Linked DNA regions of Zea mays: region 2 is linked to region 1. Evidence: chromatin contacts called from public Hi-C data. All regions are on one chromosome and are shown on one strand. The core of a region is the stretch at or near the end of the contact, and the rest is flanking DNA. Distances in the headings are between cores, read along the strand shown.

The links. Hi-C and Micro-C count contacts between places; a contact is called where the count stands out from the background.
Region 2: a Hi-C map of leaf shows a contact between it and region 1, with 9 times the contacts expected there. The contact joins the promoter of LOC100277108 here to the promoter of LOC100282563 in region 1. A contact is called at or near these places in 11 of 25 Hi-C or Micro-C datasets (bundle sheath, ear, leaf and 3 more) and 1 of 3 datasets of contacts at active chromatin or transcription factors (seedling).

What each region holds. Positions count from the first base shown.
Region 1 is chr4:229,482,994-229,487,078 of Zm-B73-REFERENCE-NAM-5.0, forward strand. LOC100282563 (metabolite transport protein csbC) reads right to left here and starts at 2,115. Exons shown (of 15, transcript NM_001155471.1): 1 at 1,887-2,115; 2 at 1,547-1,633; 3 at 1,343-1,451; 4 at 1,177-1,244; 5 at 949-1,081. The coding sequence starts at 1,628. It also overlaps the pseudogene LOC111591464.
Region 2 is chr4:229,723,194-229,727,278 of Zm-B73-REFERENCE-NAM-5.0, forward strand. It overlaps LOC100277108, which reads right to left and starts at 2,409. Exons shown (of 8, transcript NM_001291689.1): 1 at 2,380-2,409; 2 at 1,927-2,057; 3 at 1,015-1,087; 4 at 822-904. The coding sequence starts at 2,010.

The DNA of each region.
Region 1 (4,085 bases), core at 865-3,364:
TGAGTGGCCAAAGAGCTTTCACAGTGCCCACAACCACATGACAATGTAACAGGTAAACTAAGTTTAACCCATATTTGGAACAACTGCACGATTCTTACAGGACCATCACATTATGATCATTAAACATTCCTGCACAGTTTGCTTCGCAAGAGAGTTCGAATTTTAACCGACTGCTGCTGTTTTACATAACAGCATTGTTCGGTTACTTTTTGTTAATAAGAAAAAATGTATTGTTTCTTTGGCTGGACGAGGAGCTTCCTGTGCCCACATGATACCATGACAAGTAGACTCCACGTACCTCATATGAAGTAGCCTAACACAGCTGTCAGGACTATCATATTCATGGTTCATCTCCTAAGTCTTAATAAAGTTAAATTGCAAAACATAATGATTAATTCATGGATGACTCAAGCCGTGTGCTGGTAAAAACATATGTAGATACTTTACCCACAATTCAACTTTTCAATTCTACAGAAGCACCAATAGACCAGCAACCAGTCAGGAGAACACCACTTGTTCCAGTCAAAAAAGTCAATGTTTCAGCAATTCCACAGGCTATTAGACCATAAAAATAATTTTTCATCTCATAAGTCCAACCAAAGCATAATCCAAATTTTTAAGCCGTTGGAGCTCTCATTTGTTGCACCACGTTCCAGGAGAAACAGGAAAGGTAAGAGTTCTTGAACCCATATTGAACTATTCAGCAATTGAAACAGCATGACTAACACCAGTCCAAGAGACCAATTCACCAGCAAGCCAATCACCAGGTGGTATACCCCAAGGTCCATGGAGTAGTACATAATTGTTTGACAAAAAAATTAAACAACTTCTGCTGACCCAACCAAAGAATAATGAATGTTAGCAAGTGGCAATTAAATAAAACAGTAAACCAACCAGTGACAGAATCTAGTGAAAGCGAAAGACAAATCAAGTAACACATAATGTCACCTTATGGCAGCACCAATAATCATAGGCAGCGCACTGAGCTGGAACGCACGGCGTCGCCCAATACCATCTGCGATGGAGCCGCTGAAGAGGCACCCAACAAAAGCTCCTCCCAAACAGATACTCACCACGAGCCCTGCACCCAACAGAAGCCCAAGCACAACATGAGCCTAATAATAAGTAAATAAACTGACCAAAACCACCACAATTAGCAGAAGAAGTGCACCGTACCTTCAGCAAGAGTGTTGCCGGCGAAGCCAAGGTCAGCGGAGATGACCTCCAAGGGCTCGTTCACCACCCTGCGTCATCACCATCAAGGCACCAAATGAGCACGACTTTCAGATGAGGGCAATAGAGCAATCAAAAGTGCTGAAAACGTGGGCGGAAGGCCACGCACCCGGAGTGGTATCCAAAGAGGAACGAGGTGAGCGTGGCGACACAGACATGCGGCAACGACATGCGCCACGACGGCCCCGCGCCGCTGCCGCCGCCGTCCGTCATTCTCACTGCAGACATGGAAATGGGAAAATGAAATGAGATTCAAATCTCACCATAAATTAACCGGTGGTAAGAGGAACCGGGGGAAACATGCGGCACGAACTTGGCGTCTCGACGTCGGGTTCCATGGCGGTTTCCCTGGACGGCACGCGCTTGTAGACGGAGGAGTTAAGCTTCCACCGCATCGCCGCTGATTCCACAGAGACCAATAAGCGATTAAGCGATTCGGCCGCAGAACCAGTGCACCATGGGGAAGGGATTGGAGGGTTCGGGAATGAGGACCCAGCTCGGGGGGTGAGAGATCTGGGCCGGTCCCAGGGGAGGAAGGTGAGCGACGTGGGAAGGAGGAGCCGAGGAGGGGGCGGGCGGGCGGGCGGGACGGTGTATTAATAGCGGCGGTTAAGTAAATTAATCGGGAGTGGGACTGTGGGAGGCTTGTTTACCTGGCCACCGCGTGCGCCTGCATCAGATCGCGCGGGGGAGGCGACGTGTCCGCCGTGCGTGCTAGTGTAAGTGAGGGCGGAGGCGGCGCCGGATCTGGGGAGGACGGAGGGGGGGTTGCTTCGGCGTTGGCCCGGGTGGGTTTGGTGACGGAGCACGTAGACCGAGTGGAGGTGGTGGAGCGGTGGAGGCCTGCCTGCCGAGCTGCTTGCGGTCGCGGAGATCGCGGGTGGGAGGTGGGGGAAGGCCGGAAGGGAAGCTTAAGGACGCCGTGCCGTGATGAGGTCGTGCTGCCAGGCCAACACGGGGGTGACACGCAGCAAGCCACCTTTGCTTTTGGAAGATACTACACTGCTGTCGTCTGTCGGTTCCTGCGGCAGGAGGAGCGCACGGTGGAGGGAAAGGCATTTGCGTGCTAGCCCTTGACATTATTGAATTTACAAGAGGCAGAAAAAAAGCTTACACCAATTGTTTCCAAACTTATTCTGTTGTTCAATAATCAATATCAATAATCATCAATAATCAATATAATCTATCACTTTAAATTTTGCAAAATTCAACCAACCAAATCACTCGCACACTCATAACCACCACTAAATCCACCAAACAAATTACATCTAGAATTAACACACATCAAAATGAATGGTTCATATCGCTAGATAACTTTATCTCATCTGCTCATTTAAATCCAATGAACAATAATATTTATATCACCTCTCATCACTCTCTCTGCGACCCGCTATCCTAGCCTCCTCTGTCTCATCTCACTCATGTCACCGCTGCTGTCGAACCATCCCTCACTGGAATCATAGTGTTAACACGTAATACATGCTAGTGTAAAATAACATCCGAGTCTTTGAACTCTTGAAATGTATTTTTCTAGGTTCCTTAAACTCATGTTGATATGGTATAAGATAAGACCCTCTTAGGACTATACTCATGTATACACGAAGATATACGGGAGGATATTTTACATGACATATAATATAACAGCACTATCGAAATTAGGGACGAGAGAAGAGGATTAGCTATATTCAAGAGCGACCCACGTGAATAAATGATGTATTGTACGGTGTAGCTTATACATAAAAAATCATTTTGTGACGGGTACATAAGAAGCATATATTAGCTCGAGGATTAGGACTATCATAAATCATAATCTCATCCAGATATAACAAGACCACAACCGCCATAAGGTCGATCTTAACATGCAACTAATTGCAGCCTTGTGGAATTAAAATAGGTTAAAACATAAATGTTCTTGGACGACTAAAAAACATTTATAGGCACATCATTCGTTGATGGCTAAAGTCTCTAGTAGTATATAAAGCATCAGTTTTTATGGTCGCTGTGCTTCCCATAATTAAATAGTAAAAGTTAAAATTATATATAAATTAAGATTCGAATCATAGTTGTTCATTCTAAACCCACATTCACATCGATCTCAACAGAACACACATGTCTCTATATTTGATATTCTATATTTATAAATGCATATGTAGCAATGTACGTGCACTTTGCTAGTATGCCACAAAATGCTGGTTTCTACTGTGGACGACACCGACCGACAACGTGGGTGAACTCGCGAACCGACCTGGCTTCAACGTCGGTTGGTTCAATCGGGCGAGATGGCCAGTCTAATTTATATCGATCGTTTTGAAGCTAAATCAGTCGGTACCGTCTAATGCGTTAGAGAATCAGTCGGTATCGATCTGAACCGGTTTATACTGACGACAGATTATTGCCACGTGTCGTCTTTTGATTGGTTTGCGTCGTTCTAACTGTTTGTTTTAAACGTCTATTTTTAAAGTCTTAGAATCCATCCTATAAATAGAGGTATGGATAAAAACAACGGGATCGGTCGAGATAACCCCTCTCGTTTTTATTTTCGCATTTTATTTCAGAAACGAGACCTTTGGGTAACGAAAATGAACCAAAACGGATAGAACAAATTGATAACGGATCGGAATCGGGCGTAAAAAGCGAAAACATCGTCGCACAGAGTATAAAAATAAAGTAGTATTGTGATTAATTGAAACTTCTCATCTAGGCATATTGAAACAACATATTGTAATATATATGGCTACCAAAAAATAATCATTTACTAGTTGAGTGCCCGTGCGTTGCAACGACACACAAACATATTTAATATCCATAAAATAAAAATAAAAATTAATATCAGAGTGAACATATAGTTCACA
Region 2 (4,085 bases), core at 1,159-3,658, 240 kb after region 1:
AATAGAGACTAAAACAGTTTAGTCCATGTTTTAGTCCCACTGTTTGACAATTTAAGGACTAAATGAGACTAAAATAAAGAGACTAAATTTTAGTCCCTCAAATCAAACGTGGCCTAAATTGTTACAAAGAGAAGTATTTGAGGGTTTGTCACATAATCTAGCTACAGCGCTTGTGCTCGCTAGTGAGGATCTCCATCTTTGAACTGAGTTTTTAGATTGAGGTCATTTTTACTCACGCCCCGTTTGGATCACTGGAATTGAATTCCATTCTAATAATAGTAATTTAGGCATATATCAATTAAGCTAATGCACTTTTATACAAAATATATTTGTATACTATTATTAGCAAGATGTCGTAGATATTTATGTGCTACATTTTTACTATAGAGGAGTAGAACAAAGAGTGTCATGTAAGTTACAGATTAGAAACAAATTCTAATCATGCATAAAATCATTTCCTATCCTCCACCCTATGAATTTGAGATAGCCTTATATCTGAACTTTAGAAAGTGGTGGAATGCCAAATTCTAAACTAAATAAGTTACTTTGTTGAGTGAATTCTAATTCCTTTAAAATGAAGGGATCCAAACGCCCCGTCAATGTAAAGGCGCCGAATGTGTGTTCGTTGGTTTGTGCGGGTTCTCACTGTTTCTTCTCTTCTTAATCTAATGATACAACTCTCTCGCGTGTTCAAGAAAGAAAAAAAAGATAATATGTCATCCAATATTTATATGTCCTCTGATGATACGTAATAATCATCAACTCAAACAGATGTTTTGAACTCCAAAAGCAGCCTGGTGCCCTGGTTAGGGTATGCTGACCTGGAACAAAAGAAGAAGCCCCAGCAGTCCTACAGGTGCAGCAGCGAGAAGATTGTCGGCATATGCAAAAGCACTAGCAATCCCTGCATTCGGATAATATCTGTTATTAAACACCTTAAACACTCACCATCTTCTTCTATTGATATAAAAGTACATGTTAAGAGATGTTCTACTTACTAACTTTAGTGCTCACCAAGTATAGCGATTGGTAACCTATAGTCGGGGTCTGGGACAACAGTTGCTCTAGCCGTTGATTTCCTTCCAAGCTAGAAAGAAGGGTACTCAATCAAACAAGTTGCAAATTAAATTCACTTGTGAAGAATGAATTTGTAACGCAATTTCTACGTAGCAAACTTGCAATGAAGTCATGGTGGAAAATTTAGTTTTCCAGACCCTTTGTAGGAAAACTTGTACATTATCACTATGTGAAATTAGTTTAATGAACATGTATTGCATGTGTTTATATGGATACGAGGTTTCAAAAGGAGATGGGAAATATGCATGTCAGGTTAAGCATATTATAGAGTACATAGAAAAAACTCGGCTGGGAAGAGCCGATATTATATTAAAAAGAGACCGAAGCAATGGTCACAGTCGAGAAAATTCTCGAACCCTGGCCTCCCAACACTAACGGACTGGCGTCAAACGTCCACTCTGCAACGATTCAACCGGAGGGTGATGTATAGGACATCGTAACCCGATAGCAAATGGTGCACCGAGAGCATTTTTTAATGAAAAATTCGCCCCCGAGGGTAATCAAACCCGAGACTTAGAGGTGTTACTCGGAAGCCTTTAACCATTAGGCTAGATGCCCTTTCGCTACAGAGTACATAGAGCACCAGTGAGATCGAGATAATATGCAAAGCTAAGATAAGCTTAAAATTTCTGTTTTCTCCTTGAAATTTTGTCATGCACAGATCATCACTCATTTCCTTTGCTTTTATTTATGATATACTGTTAATAACAAGAAACTGAACATGATCATCACTTTTTTGTGTCACTGAACATCCTACATCATGCAAGGGACAATTTGAAGCAAATCACACTAGAATTGAAGAGGAGGTACTGAGAAATGGAGGCTGCACTGGGAAGTTTGCTGACCAACCATAGATACTATTGTCGTTCGTCGCTGCTGCTCCCGACAACGAACTCTACTCGTGTAACCCTTGCCTGGCATATTTAGAGTCATCAGTGATACACTAGCCGAAGTCACTCCGTACGGAACCACATCTCTAGCTGCAGGATTTAAAACAAACCAAATCGTAAGCTGCAAATGCATCCCAATCGAAATTATTTTTCTCTGGTCACCAAATACAACTTCTCTCACAGCATTAATCCTCATGATACGATACGATGAACACAGCTAGCAGATGCACAGGCTTTTGCCAGAAACGATAGCCATCAGCCCACCACCTAGTCATTGTTCCCAGAAAAAAAAAACACAGCCGGGGACCCTGAAGCTAAAATTTCCGTCGAAGCTGGAAACAGTACCAGGACGGCCGGCGAGGGTCGAGTCTAGTGAGGGAGGAGGAGATCTTGGAGGGAAGGAGCAGTTTACCTCTGGCCGGAGCTCCGAGGAAGAGGGGAGAGGATAACGAAAGAGTGGTCGCCATGGCTCCGCCGGCTCCTGCTCCCCGCACTCTACAGGCTACGGCTCCCCTTTGCGTCAAGCTCCTGTGCACATGTGAGCACATTAAATCCAGAGCTTCCTTTCCTCATCCAACGTCCAGCGCCATCAGAGTTCCCGGCAGGTTTCAGGCGGCGCGCGGGCGCTCTGCTGTCGTTGTCCTTCTAAACACTTGATAGAGATTGTGTAAATGTTTCCGGTCTTTTAGAAGCTGCACCAAATGCTGAAGTTAACTTTTTTATATTCCAGATTTCCAGCTATGACTCTATGAGGTGGATTGAACTTTATTCGATGAGAATTCAGTCATGCTTTCGTGATAGTATCTACATACACACAATGTTTTGTGATAGTTCTTAATATCTATGGTAAAATATACCCCCTCCGTCGACATGAGTTTGTTGTTTTGGGTTTGTCTAACTTTTTGCAAAAAAAATATTGGGTGTCACTTTACTAGATCCGCGTTGCAATTCCACCTGCCTGTCCAGTTATACTTGAGATAGCATCCTCTTTGCTTGCCCTCTTACTTATGCATCCTCATGTCATGTGGTCGATGCTATCGCATTCTTGAAAGCCTTTTCTTACCGTCCATCTACGTATATTGCTATTTCTACATTCGTTCCTTAACAGTCGATTACTTTGACGTCTCATTTCCCACTTGGATGCCAATGGCTGAACCCAATTTCAGAACATTATGTATCATTTTTTCTAGTTGTTTCTGTGGTTTTTCTTCCTATCCATACATCATCAATTTGCTCCCCCAATGTTGTTGGTTCATGTGCTCTTTTCAAAGTTTCGTTGGTACTTTGAGCTTTGGAAGATGCCGAGGTGGACAGAGAATGCTGCTTCCACCAAATCAGCTGAATTGGTGAAACAACAAGACCGTTTGGAGTTTGATGATCCTGATGAGATAGACGATGAGGAAGAAGTTGAGCATGAGGAAGAGGAAGTTGAGGAGGATGTCGAGTATGAAGAGCCATAGGGCGAGTATGAACAAATTGAAGTTGTATGTCAAGTTGATGCTAAACATTACAGTAAAATGGTGGATGCTGTTAGGGACGAGGATGGAAAAGAGAGTCATGCTGAACTTGTTTCTCTTCCTCCTCATGGATCCGAAGTTTATGTTGCGGCTTGTGGGCTTCTCCTCCCATGTATCTTCTAAAAAAACTCGGCTGAGAAGCGAAAGATCGTCCTCCCGATATTATATTAAGAGACCGAAATAATGATTTCGACCGAGAAAATTCCTGAACTTGGCCCCATCACTAACAGGACGGCGTCAACTGTCTGCTGTGCAATGGCCCAACCGAAGGGTTGCACACAGGACATCGTAATCCGAGAGCGGCATAAAAAATATCCTACATTCCACACAAATTGTTCATATACGGAATATGTGACGGAACCTCCCAAGTCATTAGGCCCACCTACAGTTGTCCTTGTCCATCAGACCTCGGACAACCCTGCAGGTGCACCTGATCACTTGACAAATTCGGTATCTGTATTCTTTACCTTGCCCAAGAGTATTTCACCCGTCACGCAGATATTACAACACATCAGAGGTACGAGTATGCGGAAGCAGTTACAACAACTTTATTTCAGATTAAAGTATAGAAAGAGTTGTATTATTACAGACCAGAGCAAAT